2 separate regions of the Mus musculus genome follow, and region 1 is linked to region 2. A link is a contact called in public Micro-C data. All regions are on one chromosome and are shown on one strand. The core of a region is the stretch at or near the end of the contact, and the rest is flanking DNA. Distances in the headings are between cores, read along the strand shown.

The links. Hi-C and Micro-C count contacts between places; a contact is called where the count stands out from the background.
Region 1: a contact with region 2 is called in a Micro-C map of embryonic stem cells, with 6 times the contacts expected there. The contact joins the promoter of Cep164 here to the promoter of Tagln in region 2. A contact is called at or near these places in 5 of 39 promoter capture datasets (the 3T3-L1 cell line, embryonic stem cells, hippocampal neurons and 1 more), 1 of 15 datasets of contacts at CTCF or cohesin (embryonic stem cells), 29 of 484 Hi-C or Micro-C datasets (B cells, the C2C12 cell line, CD4 T cells and 17 more), 8 of 115 datasets of contacts at active chromatin or transcription factors (double positive thymocytes, embryonic stem cells, neural tube and 2 more) and 5 of 9 other capture datasets (adipose tissue, embryonic stem cells, embryonic tail and 2 more).

The regions. Positions count from the first base shown.
Region 1 is chr9:45,826,875-45,830,609 of GRCm38.p6, forward strand. Cep164 (centrosomal protein 164) reads right to left here and starts at 1,789. Exons shown (of 30, transcript NM_001081373.3): 1 at 1,628-1,789.
Region 2 is chr9:45,933,739-45,937,769 of GRCm38.p6, forward strand. Tagln (transgelin) reads right to left here and starts at 2,320. Exons shown (of 5, transcript NM_011526.5): 1 at 2,096-2,320.

The sequences.
Region 1 (3,735 bases), core at 539-3,038, 110 kb before region 2:
AGCAAGGACATTTAAAGCAGAAGGAACGCCATGAACAGAAGCAAAGCAGCTTGATGGGACGGAGTGGCTACTAGGGCCTGCCTAGCATGTGCAAAGCCCTGAGTTCAATCCCTAGTACTGCAAAACAACAACTCCATATGTGAGTGTGTGTGTGGATGTGTACGTGTGTGTGAGTGTGTGTGTATCTGTGTATATGTGAGTATGTGAGTGTGTGTGTGGATGTGTACGTGTGTGTGAGTGTGTGTGTGTCTGTGTATATGTGAGTATGTGAGTGTGTGTGTGTCTGTGTACGTGTGTGTGAGTGTGTGTGTATCTGTGTATATGTGAGTATGTGAGTGTGTGTGTGTCTGTGTATGTGTGTGTGAGTGTGTGTGTGTATCTGTGTATATGTGAGTATTCGAGTGTGGGAGGGGGGAAGGGATGAGGGGGAGGGGAGGGGGGAGCACAAGCACAGCAAATGTGCTTGATGGGGTAAGGATTAATTATAACAACAAAAACTTGGACTAACCACACACTTCCCGGAACACTTGTATGCGGCAGAACTGTACCAAGGGCTTTATTCGCCACCATCCCACCCCAGCCTCTCAGCTAGAGGTTTACTATCCCCACTTATCAAATACAGAGACTGCTTGAATGAAGGACAAGGAGCAGCGAGTCCGGGCTTGCGAGGGCTTTAGCTGTATACAGGACTTCATAAGGGGCTGCCATGGGAATTTCATAAAGAAAGTTGGAGGTGGTGAGAGTTACCGTTCGGAAAGGTGACTGACAGCTGCACAAGAACCAATCAAAAAGGGGACAAAATCAGAGGCAGTTATTCTGAAAGCGCAGCCAAGAAATTATGAACCAAGCCAGTGGCTACCTGAATGAAAAGCGGCTAATCCTGAGGGCAGGAGAATAGCAGGGTCTCGCAGCTAGGTGAAGGAAGAGAAGAGAGAAAGCAGAGAGGATTTCAGCCAGTCCACTGTGATTTTAGGCCAAGAAGCCGACTGCCAAGAAATCTGAAGCATGCCAGATGACTACTGCAGACAGCGGAATGAATTCTCAGCGTAGAGTGGGCTAAGTGACTGAGGAAGTTCTCCATTGAGACAAGAAACATGGGAGACATTGATAGAAGGTCCGGGGGGGGGGGCGGCGGGGGGGGGGTGCGGGTTGGAGATGATCCGCAAGCACATCTAAGCTCGAGTAAGGTATCTGGCTAGGCAGCAAGTACTTCCCAGAGCAACCGGTAACTGGAGGCTCTAGTCGCAATCCAGAGATGGAGTGCAGAGAAAAGCATGCAGGGGCCTGCAGAGGGCTGAGCTGGCAGACGCGCGAGGGCGAGTCACCGAGGCCAAGAAGAGGGCAGCGGTTCCGGGCGTAGATTCCTGAATCAGTGCAAAGAAAACCCCAAACCTCCTCTCTTGCCCAGCTGGCCGAAAGATGCCATGCGCTTGGCTGAACTTGGGATAGCCCAGGAATGGGCTGGGCAATGGCGGTAGGGTGTAGATTCAGGAGAGGCTAGAAAGCCAGGCCCCGCACGCCGGAGGGCTCTTCTCTCCCAGCTTAGTTCCCGCGCAGCAACACCTCACAACGCTTCAGCTCCCTGCAAACTCCTGCCACGCCACCAAGCCTGGCTCCGAGATCTCACCTGTCCCCGATCCGGGGTTTCCGGGAGGATGGCTCTGCGCCTCCTCCCCAGCACCACCCCGGCCCCCCACCTTCCAGGGACGCCGGGGTGTCCGGCTCCCCGCTTCCAGGGACGCCGGGGTGTTGCCCTGCAGCGACCAGCAACCACTTCCGGAAAGGCACTGGCCTAGCAACTGAGAGGCCCGCCTCTACCAAGAGCCAATAGGTCGCTGACTGAGAGCGTTGGCATTGGATTGGTTGAAGTTCCCCCACGAGGCTTTGCCCGTTGCATCCTGAAAGTTGTAGTTCAAAATAGTGAATAAGCACAATCCCACTCCCACCACAAAGAGGTTAAAAGAGAGACCTGAAGGTAGATAAGAGAATTTCTCCCGCGGACGAAAGGAAGCATTCATAATATTAATAATAATCTACTATTACTATTAATTAAGCAAAATTAACAATCATTTATAGACCATCATTTTGTAAAGGTCGAGTAAAATCACGCGAACAACAGTGATTATCAGTGGTCAACCTATTGATTGGGCCCTTAATAAAAGAACTATGAAGGGGTTGGAGAGATGACTCGGTTGTCAAGAGAGCTGCCTACTAACTTTTTCCTTTTAATGTATTATACGTGGACCGGGATCTGATAACACAAGCCCTTAATGCCACCACTTGGGGCACAAAGCAGACAGATCTCTGTGCGTTTGAGACTAGCCTGGTCTATATAGTGAGTTTCAAGCCAGCTGGGACTACACAGTGAGACCCTGTCTCAAAAAAAATTTTAAGTGTGTGGATGTTTTGTCTACATTATACCTGATAGTCATGGAGGCCAGAAGAGGGCACTGCATCCCCTGAAACTGGAGTTGTAAGCAGTTGTGCGCCACCTTGTGGGTGCTAGAAACCAAACCTAGGTCGTCTGCAAGAACAACAGTGCTCTCAACGGCTGAACCATCATCTCTCCCACTCTACTATTGTAAATTTAAAACCGAGTCCTGCGCCGCTAGAGTCTAAGCCGACAAGGAGAAATTGCGAGTGTTGTTACTAGGGATCTCAAACCAGACATCAGGATGTGTTTCTCATGTTTAACGTCAAATCTTTCTGCAATTCCTTTATTCTCACCACAGATGGGGAAAAAAATCACTGCTCCTCATTATCATCACAATCTTTAAAAGTGTCCCCAAGGGGCCACTGGACCAGACATAGAAGAGATGCCATATCATGACTATATCAGACATAACTAAACACTGCCCATAGCTTCCTATACACAAGACTTGCCATCTGAGGCTGTAGAACCAGCTCAGCAGCTGCCAACACCTGCTGCTCTGCGGGAGGACCAGAGTCTGATTCCCAGCAAGCACGAGGCAGCTCACAACCAGCAGAAACTCTAGTTCCAGAGGATCCAACACCTCTTCTGGCTTCTACCCACACCAGGCAAACACATGTGAACACAGACATGTGGTACACAGACATACCTGCAGGCAAAACACTGGAACACATAAAAGAATAAAATATTTTTTGAAAAAAGCAGCTAGATAGTGGTGACTGAACCACACTGAATCCCAAAGCCTTTATTCCCAACATCCAGAAGGCAGAGACAGTCATATCTTTGTGGGTTCAAGTCCAGCCAGGTCTACAAAATAAGTTCCAAGACTGTCAGGCTGTAACACAGAATAACCCTGTCAGGAAAAAGTCAAAAATAAGGAGGAGGAGGAGGAGGAGGAGGAGGAGGAGGAGGAGGAGGAGGAGGAGGAGGAGGAGGAGGAGAAAGAATGATAGAGACAAGCAGATTTCTATGAATTCTAGACTGGCAAGGTCTACATATCCAGTTCCAGGACTGTATAGTGAGCTGCTGCCTCAAGAAAGAAAGAGCTGGGCAGTGGTGGCTCACACCTTTAATCCCAGCACTTGGGAGGCAGAGGCAGGCAGATCTCTGAGTTCGAGGCCAGCCTGGTCTACAGAGTGAGTTCCAAGACATCCAAGGCTACACAGAGAAACCCTGTCTCGAAACAACAACAACAAAAAAGCATTAAAAAGGGCTGGTGAGATGGCTCAGTGGGTAAGAGCACCCGACTGTTCTTCCGAAGGTCAGGAGTTCAAATCCCAGCAACCACATGGTGGCTCACAACC
Region 2 (4,031 bases), core at 1,070-3,569:
ACAGCTATTCCCTCCCACACCCCACTGTGTGGCCTGCCCCCTCCCCCCAACCCCCGACCACCACCACCACCAGGAACCGCTGCGACAAGGAACCACAAAAGTCACAGAGTCATGGAGCCGGTGACTGCGGAGCCCCTTCCTCCTAGCCTCTACTCAGCCTGTCTCAAGCACCTTACAGTTTCCTTCTACTCCTGACTGGACAGTGGTGGCGCACGCCTTTAGTCCCAGCACTCGGGAGGCAGAGGCAGGCAGATTTCTGAGTTGGAGGCCAGCCTGATCTACAAAGTGAGTTCCAGGATAGCTAGGGCTATACAGAGAAACCCTGTCTCAAAACAAAAAACCAAACATCACTAGCCACTAGAGGAAAAGATGGGAGGAGAGTGTCCTCACATGCACTTCTCAGTCTCCAGAAAGTTCTGAACTGCAGGACTAAGAACAAGCCGTAGCAACAAGAGCATACACTGCAGCCTTGACATCTGTCAGGTCTGGGTCAGGTCATGCTCTCAAGATTCCATGTGCCCTTCTTCCCAGACTGGTGGGAAGTATGAAGTAGAAAGTCCAAAGAAGGGCTGGAGAGATGGCTCAGCCGTTAAAGGCTAGGCTCACAACCAAAAATACAAGAAAGTCCAGAGAAGTCTCTTTGAGAAGAGGCCAGGAGAGCAAATAAAATATATATGTATGTCCAAATGCCATGATGAAATGTATTACTTTGTATGCTAACTTAAAACAAACAAAAAAACAAAACCAAAAAAAAAAATCACTATAAGAAAAATCAAGCTGTCATCTTAGAGGCAGCAGAGAGGAGAGAGGGATATGGGTGGTGGTTTGGCAGCCCACCAGGGTATTTCTAGACAAAAGCTCCAACGCAAAACACCTGCATGATGCGCAGCTTGGATGCCTGTGGCCATCCAGCCCTCCTGTCAGCAGGTAGAGAGGTTAGGCTGTGGAAAGGGGCCTCCATGTAGCAGAGACCCTGGACAACAAGCAGAACCAGGGTATATCTGCCTGTGGTACCTCAGCCCATAAAATGACAGTAAGGGTGAGCATTTCTGCATCCCTGAGAGATCACACCTAAATTCCAGAAGACTAGTCCTCTTATATAGATGTGGCAACAGCCCACTGACATCCTTTAGAGAGCCCCAAGGGGAACCACCAAGACCCTTTGGGAGGAACAGGGGTCCCAGGGCTGTCCAGTCCCAGTTCCAAAGCTCCTCCACCTGTCACCTATCTGTCACCTATCTGCCACCTGTCACCTATCTGCCTACAGTGGACTGACCTCCTACTTTCAAACTGGACCAAGCTGCCATGAAAAAGCAAACCTTAGCTGGGCAGTGGTGGCACACGCCTTTAATCCCAGCACTTGGGAGGCAGAGGCAGGTAGATTTCTGAGTTCGAGGCCAGCCTGGTCTAAAGAGTGAGTTCCAGAACAGCCAGGGCTACACAGAGAAACCCTGTCTAAAGAAAAGAAAGAAAAAAAGAAAAAGAAAATTAGAAAGAGAGAGTGAAAGAGAGAAAAGGAAAGAAAGAGAGAGAGAGAGAGAGAGAGAGAGAGAGAGAGAGAGAGAGAGAGAGAGAAAAGGAAAGAAAAAGCAGGCCCTATCCCAGGCTAGTCTGAAGCATTAAACTTCTGTGGTAGATGGAGCACATGCCTGCCACACATAGCGCCCTGGGGTTTGATCCCTAGCGCTACAAAAAATAAGATCTTTAGTCCTCCACTGCCTGAGGGGGCTACCTCCTGGCTCCCCCGAGTTGCATTAGCCCTGGGGACCATCAGTGGGTCACTGCTTTCCAGAACTTAGCCCCTCACCTTCTTGGAGATCCAAAGATGGAGTTGTTCCCTTGGCCTCATTTGTCACCTCTTTGGGCCTAACACATAGCCCATACACCTATGGGTGGGACAGTGACTGAAATTTGAGCCTCCCTCTCACCCCATTTATTCTTTTGCCCCAGTCAAATCATCCTAGGCATTTTAACCCAGACTTTTTGTCTAACACAGAGAATGGTCTCTAGGGACCCAATTCCACCCAGCAAACTAGAAGAGACTAGGGGATCTAATTGAGCCCACAGCCCTTCTGCTCCCATGACTTGCACTTACAAGGCTTGGTCGTTTGTGGACTGGAAGGAGAGTAGCTTCGGTGTCTGGGCTGGGGCAGACGGGCCGGGGCGCCGGCTGGGTGAGGGGTTTAAAGGCCGCCTAGGCAGTGATGTCACCCCTCTGCCGCCCGCTGGCGCCCCTCCCTGCCCATGGAAGTCTGCTTGGCTCACCACCCCGGGCCGCCCCACTCACTCCACACAGGCTCCATATTTGGGGAAAGACACCAAGTTGGAGCAGTCTGTCGGGGGCAGCCGGAGACATTCTCTGCATGCTTTGGAGATGCTGCGGGGGTCGGGGCGGGGCGGTGCTGAGGGCGGCCGGGAAAAACCTTTTATGGGCAGGACCCTGAAACCCTTCCTTGTTACCCGGACTTGGGTCTGCTCTTCAATGAGAAAGAAAGGGGGAGGCATTCTAGAGTTTGGCCCGACAAAGGAACCTGCAAGGGACAAACAAGCCACCTTCTTGCAAGGCTTTAAAATCGAGTTGGTGGGAACTAGTCTTGACTGCAGCCTGGCTGCACAACCAGGCACTATGCAAACGCCTTCCTTTCACGTTCCCCTTTATTATGAGATAGCAGTTACCACTCCATTTAACAGTTGAGAAAATTGAGGTTCAAAGTGGCCTTTCCAAGGCTACCAAGTGCATGGCAGAACATGGGTCATCCTGCCCACAGGTATGGTATGCTTCTAGCGGGTGCTTCTCTAGGGAGTGCCTTGTTTAGCAGCAAGTCAACCCTGGCCCCTTCTAGAGCGGTGACAATGGGCGGATGTTTAAGGCCTGGCAAGGCTGGAGACACTAGGGTAAGAGGACTAGGACAGTGTCACCCTCCCTCCCTTCAAAATAGTCCTTATCGTGAAAGATCCTACCACCTCAGAAAGGGTCCCCACTTATCTTGCACCTAGCTTCAGTGGTCTTGGGAAGGGACAGGTGAGACAGGCTCAGGGTTAGGGTTAAAGACAACTGCTATCACACCTGATGGTCTGAGTTCAGTACCCAAGACCAAACACAGTGGAGACAGAACCAGCTCTCCTCTGCCCCTATCTGTGCTATGTCTCACACACTCACTGAATGCAACTTCTTAAAAGGTAAGGCTTTAGTGGTGTCTCTGAGTCCCATCCCCAATTCTGGAAACCTCAGGAAACAGAGAGAGGGAGAGGGAGAGGGAGAAAGGAGTAGAGAGAGGGAAGGAGAGAACCCTCAGGCAGGGTCAGTCTCACCCAGAACTGGCTGCAGGCCAGAGAGGTGCAGCCTCAGACGCTCAATCCACTACAGCCAGCCTGGCTGGTTTAAGCTATTGGTGCATAGAACTCCAGCACCTCCTTGTGGCATCTGAAGGAAGGGTCATAATAAGCTGGAGCTCCTCTAGAGCTCTTGCTTTCCAGCCACTGATTACGTCCTGAATTCACTAGACAGGATTCCCCAAATCCCGTCCTTTTTATAATCTAAATAAAATCTCCCTCCTCGATGGGCACACGCCTTTAATCCCAGCACTCGGGAGGCAGAGGCAGGCAGATTTCTGAGTTCAAGGCCAGCCTGGTCTACAGAGTGGGTTCCAGGAGGGCCAGGGCCACACAGAGAAACCCTGTCTCAAAAAAAACAAACCAAAACCACCCCCCCCCCAAACAACAACAACCCCCCCTCCTCTTAGATCCTGCTTGCCATCCATTCCTGAACAGCCTTTAAAACCTTGGCCTGCAAGGGCTCTGCCCACTTGAGGTGCATCATGGCACAGCCTGGACACCCATCTGCAGAGCTGGCTGGAAAGGATACTGACGTTTACATACGTGGTGGGTAGTCAGGTGCTGTGTGCCTGCTGAAGGGAGGGGTTATCAGGAGAGGGCACAGACACACTTTCAGTATCCTGCTCCTGTAAGCAATGCTTGGAGCAAGGGTCACATGTTTACAGAATCAATGGGTGGCTTGGTGGGATCAAGGA